Linked DNA regions of Rattus norvegicus: region 1 is linked to region 2. The links are chromatin contacts, called in public Hi-C maps. All regions are on one chromosome and are shown on one strand. The core of a region is the stretch at or near the end of the contact, and the rest is flanking DNA. Distances in the headings are between cores, read along the strand shown.

Region 1 (3,784 bases), core at 60-2,559, 140 kb before region 2:
AGAGCCAGACGGCAGCTGTTGCCCTACTGAATGAACCGTGCAGAGGCTGCATTCCCCTCACCCTGACCTTTGCTAGGCCTTCTGTGGACTTTAACCTTACATAAGCATATATTGCTGTCACCTTCCCGTATCCAGCTCCTATGGCATGAACGAGCTCGGTCAAGGAATGGTTTTTAGTACTCTTCGTGTACTGAGTGCCTCTGGGCACTTGGCTGCCTGCTCGGTATTCAACAGATGCGAGGCCCTGGAGGCATTGCTGGAGTTCAAACCAGAGATCCTGATGCTAAGTAGGGTGAACAGAGCTATCCAGGGTAAAGAAGACTCAACCTCTAGAAAAATAAGGCAAGAGATCATCGTGCACCATTCACCGCACTCACATTCCAAGTGTTCTCAGGTTTGGGTCACTTGATCTCAGCAGAGAGCTGAGCACCACCATCAGCAAATGAAGAAACCAAGTCAGCGGAGGAGACTTATTTAGGGTGGCAGAGACAGACAGAAGGACAGGGACCGTGGGTCCTTTACCTCAAGGGACCAGTCTCGTCAGAGTGGGTCCTAGAGAAAAAGCAGTTTCAACAGTATGGAAATTAGAGCCACAGTATAAAAAAAAGTCATAAAGAGCAGGCTTCTGTCATGTGATTCACCAGCTCCAGGCTTACCTACATGAACCTGGGCTTGCCTTTGTCCCAACACAAAGCTTTTAACGAACGAATTGCCATGATCCTTACATTGTGCTTGAAGAAAAGCAATCTCTCTCGGGGGAATGGCTAGGTTGCAGGTCACAAGTTATTGCAGACAGCAACGGTAGCACAAGGAATGAGCCCCTAGCCTTCCCTGGGGAGTGGAAACTGCTCAGAGCATGACACATGACTTTTTCCAATGATGCTCACAAAAAGTTCAAACAGAGAAGGCATGTGATGCAGAGGTCTGGGGCAGAAGTCAGGGTATCCATGGAGAAGCTTGGGAAGCTGACCTGCTCTATCAGGACACTGAGAGAGACCATGTGTGAAACACAATCCTCAGAGCCTCTTCCTGAGGAGACTGGAGCTCTAAAAGGCTCCTGGGAAGGAAAGGTCACACCAAATTTCTAATCTGGGTGGGGTGGGGGGCACTCTGAGGAAAAAGGAATGTCCCACTCACTCCTCCATGCACCCCCAACCCCAAGGAATCTGAGCCACCACAGCAAGATCCTCGGGGTTCCTTATTAATGAGCCTGTCAAAGATTCTGCCCAGCTTCCACAGACCGTGGAAATAATTCATAGCGACAGAGCGTGTTTATGTGGGATGACTGCCAACCTCTGGTTTCTTCAGCCTCGGTGCTTCCTCTCGCTCCACTGACCAACCAAGGCCTGGGAGGAGTCTGCCCTCAGCGACAGAAGCCATAGAACACCCAGATCCTCCCTTCCCCCACTCCACTACCACCTGTCCCCAGCAGGGTCAAAGAAGCCACTCTCTTGGGCTCTGTATGGTCATCGCCTTGGCAACCAGGGAGGTTATTTCTCCCTCCTAACCCAGTAAAGGTCTGAGGGGGCTTTCAGGCTCCTGGTACATTTCTCAGAAATACACTGCAGAGGCTTGGCATGACCTCAGAGAGAATGCTAACCAGAGCACAGATGCAAAGAGCAGAGCTTGCCTCCTGCCTCAGCCCAGTCCTTCCTCTCTTCCTCACCCACAGCCATTATAGTATCTCACTTCTGGTGTTCCCGCAAAGGGGTCCTGAAGAAGCCCTGCTAAGCAGTGTACCATCTCTGCCTCTACCACAAAAGCCAAACTCACCCATCAAATGCAGGAAATGGTCAACTACATCACAGATAAGGCAAAGAGGAGCCATCCTCTCTGATTTAAAACTTTTAGCGCATCTTGTGACACCACAGTAGATAAGGCTCTACAGGTTGTACACTTGTGTTTAAACAGAGTTTGGGAGGGTTTGTAAACTGAAGTGTGTCCTCAGCAGCTAAGGAAAACTTCAGGGCATTTGCTCAAATGTAGGCAGCAGAGGGGTGGCTAAACTGAGTGAAGATTGCTACCCGATTACTAAGAACTAAGAAAGCTTCTAATGATTACCTGTACTGGGAGGGTCACTCAGCTCTTGAAAGTGCGAGTTAACTAGATAACCGTATTTGCTATACACTCAGTGGCAGCTTAGAGAGAATATGCACCAATACACATATCCACACATCTATGAGCATCCGAGGACCCACAGTCAAAAATACAAGTGCAGTCAATTATTCCTTGTAGTAGTTATGTTCCATTGAACTGCCATGAATATTTTAATTATTAAACCATGCTCCAAGGGGAAACAGAGAGTTAGGCTTTTCATAGCCTCTGGCCATAACATTTCATCAACCATCCAAACACATCCTTATTTGACGTGTTTTTATGAACAGTATCTTATTTAATAAACTCGATACATGCACACCAATTTCACAGGCAACAGCACTATCTCAGGCTGTAGGAAGTTTATCTAAGCGGCACATTCACTGTTCAAGTGAATAGAAGCCCCCTCTTAATTAGGAACATCAGACAACATTTATGGGGAGCACCTCACCCCCAAAAGAAAGCACAAAAATGGCCAAACCATGGAACTAAATGTCTCACAGAACATTTTACAGTATGAACTAAAGTGAGAAGCATGGACGTTGGTTTGGTCTACATCCTCAGGAGCATAGGTGTTAAGCTAGTCCAAATTTCACACCACAACCACGAATGGCTAAGAAAGTTCTTTAAGAACCTTCCTGGGGACCGCATGCAAACATTAGCACACGGGAGACTTTGAAAATATAGACTCTGCATGATAAAAATTGTGTGTATGTGCATATACAATAATCTATATGATTGTATAGGTATAAGCTATATTAAATGCATGTCTGTGGTCCCAGGATGCAGGCCATCAGGAACCACACGCTCCGGTGTTCTAGGACCCAACTGAATTGGCCTTGATGACTCCATAGGGCAGAGCTAGAGTTCTCTCTTAGCAGCACTGAAGCCAGCGCCCAGGCAAAGAGTGAAGCTCTTCCTGAGGGCCATGTCTAAAGCACCTCATGATTGCCCTCTAACCAAAAGTCATCCTTCCAGCAGCCTGCAAATCAGAGACAGCTGAGGCTCAAAGGCTCCCCCAGTGCCTGCTCCCTGAAGTCCATGCAGGCTGCCTCAGCTTCTGACTATTTCCATACCCTCACTGCTAGGCGCAGAAGATGGGCGCTTCATCTGATGCATCTGTCTGTGTTCTGAGCATCCAGCAAAGAACTCGGAGTCTAGAAACCCTTTAAACACAGAATCACTGAATGTTAGAGATCACCCCAGTCCAGGTTCCTCAAACTGAGGGTCTTGGACAGGTTAGAATGGTCAGAAATGCAGGCTCCCAGACACCTTCCTGCAACTGTGAATCTGAACTTGAGGCAGGCGACAATACTCTGCACCAGAACAAGTTTTCCAGTATATTCTAATAATGCCTACCATGTTTTCAAAGCTCTGTGCCAATTATGTACACCTCACCACACTTTTACAGATAGGACATTCAGGTGTGGCAACAGAACATGTGTCCTCAAGGTCACCCAGATAGCTAAGGCTAGCTGCGGAACGGAAGCCCAGCCACCACCTAACACTATGCTCCTTAACATTCCATGACAATGAGGACACTCACAGGTGCAGGGTGGAACTCAGCCCTGGTGTATCTCAAGACTGAGCCTCTTACTCAGAGCCCTCCCCTCTTCTCTCCTCTCCCTTCTGTCCTCTGGCACCTTCTCCTGTCTCTGTCTCTTCTTTCTTCCCCTTCTTTTCCCCACCC
Region 2 (3,699 bases), core at 356-2,855:
TCACATAGGTGTGAGCTGCCACGTGGGTGCCAGGAATTGAACCCACAAAGTCTGGAAATGCAGCGAATGCTCTAAACCTCTAAACTATCTCTCCCAATTCTCGTGACAAAAGTACTAGACAGAAACCTAACGCTAGAAAGGCAGAGACAGGTGGGTCTCTTCTGGGTTCGAGGCCAGTCTGGTTTACACTGAGTTCCAAGCCCACCAGTGCTATATAATGAGACACTGTCTCAAAAATACCAAAATTTAAAAATAATAAGATAAAATAAAGCCAAGTGTCCTTCTTCCCTGTTTCCTTATCTGTGCAGCAGCCAGAAGATGCCACCCACATTTAGGGTCTACCTTCCCACTTCAAATAATCTGATGAAGAAAATCCCTCGCAGGAGCACCTAGCATCTGACCTTTTAATTGATTCTAGACACAGTTAAGTTGAAAATCAAGATTAGTCACCACAGACTGTATGCTTGACATGGATGTATTTTATTTCTGTAAGTTCTATCATAAAAAATAATGCTGAGACAGCAAGATGGCTCAGTGAGTAAAGATACTTGTTACCAAATCCAGTGGCCTGAGTTTTGTCCCCAGGGCCCATATAATGGAGGAAGAAAATGGGGTCCCACAGACTTCTACATGTATACACACACACACACACACACACACACACACACGTGAATAAAATGTAAGTAAAACCTTCAGTTGAAATAAAACTGATAATGAAAATAATTCATTCGAAGTGAACAAGTCGATAGATAAACATGAATACCGTAAAAATCAAAAGTAGGAAAAGGAAGGCTTGACTAAAGATGAAAACAGAGTCAAAGTTAACTCAAAAGGCTCACAGCAGTCACTTAATCAAGAGGAACTACACACTGAACTCCAAGATTCCCAGAAGCCAAAGCAAAAAAGAGGAAAAGAAATATCCACATCTTCCATATTCTTAAGAAAGAGAAAAGAAAAAAAAATCAGTGTTCATTAAATAAAATCCACTCATAGAGAAAAGTTACCTTTTGAGTATTATTGGAACTTAGAGAAGGAAGTGACTCATTCAGCTTGGGAAAACCAGGAAATGCTACAAAGATGAGGAGAAAGAAAAGGAAAGGAAAAAATAGCCCTTGCTGCTCTGGGAAGGCTGGATAAAAGGGGGTGGGCTCAGCCTTGGAATGGGAAATGCCGGCTTAACTCATTTCCTAGCCGCGCTGCAGCTCCACAGAGGCACCGCAAGAGGTCAAGGTCTCAGTCAGCAGGAAGAAGGCTGGAGCCAAGAGCCTCGGGCTGTTTCTACACAGCTTGAGGACAGGATGGTCACTCCAGGGCACGCAGTTCACGGTTCACCAGTGTCCATAGACCCATGCAGCCTGGGTCAAACCTCAGCTGTGTCCTGTTCCGGAATATCCCAGAGACATCCAGCCTGTTGTCACTGGTCAGTGGGTAGGAGAGGGAGGTCGGTCCCCCAAGACTGGCAAGAGAATTGGTAACCCAGGCAGAACAGGTTGTTGGGATTTCTGAGGCAATCCTGACTCCTTCGTGTCCCAATCAGCTGAGGGCTGTCCCTGCCCACAGGGTGACCTCTTCTCCAGCCGGAGGCTTCCTGGTCTTGGTGAACACTCAGGAATGCGCTACTCAGGAGATGGAGCCTGTGTGTCAGCTCTTTTCCCACATTCAGGGTTTACAGCTGACAGAAGTGTGTTTCAACAGGATTTGCTGAGAGAAGATGAGGCCATAATCCAGGAAACTGCCCTGATAAATCACGCATGAGCTAACGGGGCATTCTGGAACATTCTTCATCATTTGGAAAGGGAAGTGTTGGGATTTAAACAAGACTAAAGCAGAAATGCTGTGCCAGAGAGGGAAGAGCAGAGATGAGCCGTGCAGACACCACACCCACATTCGCTCTTTCCAGTGTACAAAACTATTCACACCTGCCCCCCCGCAACCCCAAGCTCACTAGGGGGGAGGGTCACTATGCTGTTCTTTGACAATTCATCCTATGACATCACGTCTCATTTGATCCCAGATGGAAAGCTGTAAGAACAAACTTCCTGGATAGGAATTAGTAGCCTTCTGCTAGAGTTCTCCTGGGGAGATATCGGAGCTCATTCTGACAGAGCAGCAGCCCCTTCGCTCTCATCTCTGGATCCTTGGCCTTCTATTCCTCCTCGCCTGGGACAGTGGTTTTCTGAAGTGGCAACAGAACTGTTCTGTGCAAGGCTCTGTCCCCAGCCTATGAGCTGTAGCTTTTTCCCAACATGTATTCTGTAGGTTAGCAGGCCCAAGACAGATTTTATAAAGTCCTTGCTCCTTCAAGTCCGTGCTTGACATGGTGCCCTCCAGGTGGGACCTTCAGCTATGCAGGCCAAGCGGGAAGACTGTGGTTCCCACCATCCACCCAATGGAGTGCCAGCTCTCTCAGGGATACCAGTCAAGTTCTTAGAGAACCTCACCATAGTTGTGCTCATATAGAACTCTGAGGTTTCCAAGAACTGTCAGTCAAGCCTCCCACAAGTCCTCAAGGTAGGCCCTAAACTCAGTGCGGAGAGGGAAACTGAAATGGAGAAAGAGCGACCAGTCATGAAGTAAATAGCCAGGAGATTGGGCTTTCAGTCTGGGACAGCGGGCAACCCTACAGCCCTCCTCCACTCCTCTCCTCACCCTCTAGAGTTGTTTCCTCCTCTGCTACATGTCTCACACTTCTAGAACAAGGCCCCAGGGCCACACCATGAGGAATTGTGGTTCGGCTACTTACTGGCTGAACAGTCGTGGGTGGATTACTTAACTTTGTACCATAGTTTCCTCATCTATTTTAAAATGATTGATCTGGAATGGGAATGGAGTTCTGCAGTAGATTGCTTGCCCAACATGCATGAAGTCCTGGGTTCAGTCACCAACACTAGATAAATCTGGCATGGCAAGTCACACCATGTAATCTCAATGTATGAGAGGTGGAAGCAAGAAGACCAGAAGTTCAAGACCCATCCTCAGCTACACAGTGAGTTCAGGGCCAGCCTGGGCTACATGAGACCCTATCTCAAAAAGGGTGAAGTGATTTTACGTTATTTGAATTTCACCCAAATACAGAAATTGTATAATTTGTTAATTTTTGAATGAATATTTGAGACGAATTCTTACTATATACATTCCTGACTGGCTTGGAACTCCATAAGTAGACCAGCCTGGCCTTAAACCTGTGATGATCTTCCAACTTCAGTTTTCCTCTCCTCAGATGAAGGACCCACACTACCACATCTGGCTATGTTTATTCATCTCATTTTACTTATTAGTGTGTGTGTGTGTGTGTGTGTGTGTGTGTGTGTGTACACTCACATGTGTGCACATATGTGTGGGCGCATGTGCATGTGAAGGCTAGAGGTGGCCAACATTTAGAGTCTTCCTCAATGGATTCTTCACCTTACTTTTTAAAGGTATTTTTTAAATGTGTTTGCCTATGTGTGTCACATGCATGCTTGGTGCCCTGAGGAGGCCAAAAGAGGCTGTTGAATTCCCTAGAATTGGAGATACTGATGATTGCTAGCTGCTGTGTGGGTGCTGGGAACCAAACCCAGGTCCTCTGTCTGAAAGAGCAACAGTGCTCCACCTTATTTTAGAGGCAAGGTCTCTCACTGAACCTAGAGTTTACCAGCTAAACTGACCGGCCAGCAATCCCTAGGGATCTTATTATGCTCAATCTCCACACAGTGTGGA

The links. Hi-C and Micro-C count contacts between places; a contact is called where the count stands out from the background.
Region 1: a Hi-C map of kidney shows a contact between it and region 2, with 3 times the contacts expected there. The contact joins two enhancer-like sites. A contact is called at or near these places in 3 of 12 Hi-C or Micro-C datasets (hepatocytes, kidney and liver).

Annotation. Positions count from the first base shown.
Region 1 is chr7:93,268,821-93,272,604 of GRCr8, reverse strand. No RefSeq gene overlaps it. Among named protein-coding and RNA genes, the nearest start is that of Trib1, 170 kb to the right of the region's middle. Within about 2 kb of position 1,309, at least 13 of the 93 cell types and tissues checked have an H3K27ac peak or open chromatin away from gene starts, as enhancers often do. A contact at or near this core is called in kidney, where this site is marked.
Region 2 is chr7:93,126,392-93,130,090 of GRCr8, reverse strand. No RefSeq gene overlaps it. Among named protein-coding and RNA genes, the nearest start is that of Trib1, 32 kb to the right of the region's middle. Within about 2 kb of position 1,605, at least 21 of the 93 cell types and tissues checked have an H3K27ac peak or open chromatin away from gene starts, as enhancers often do. A contact at or near this core is called in kidney, where this site is marked.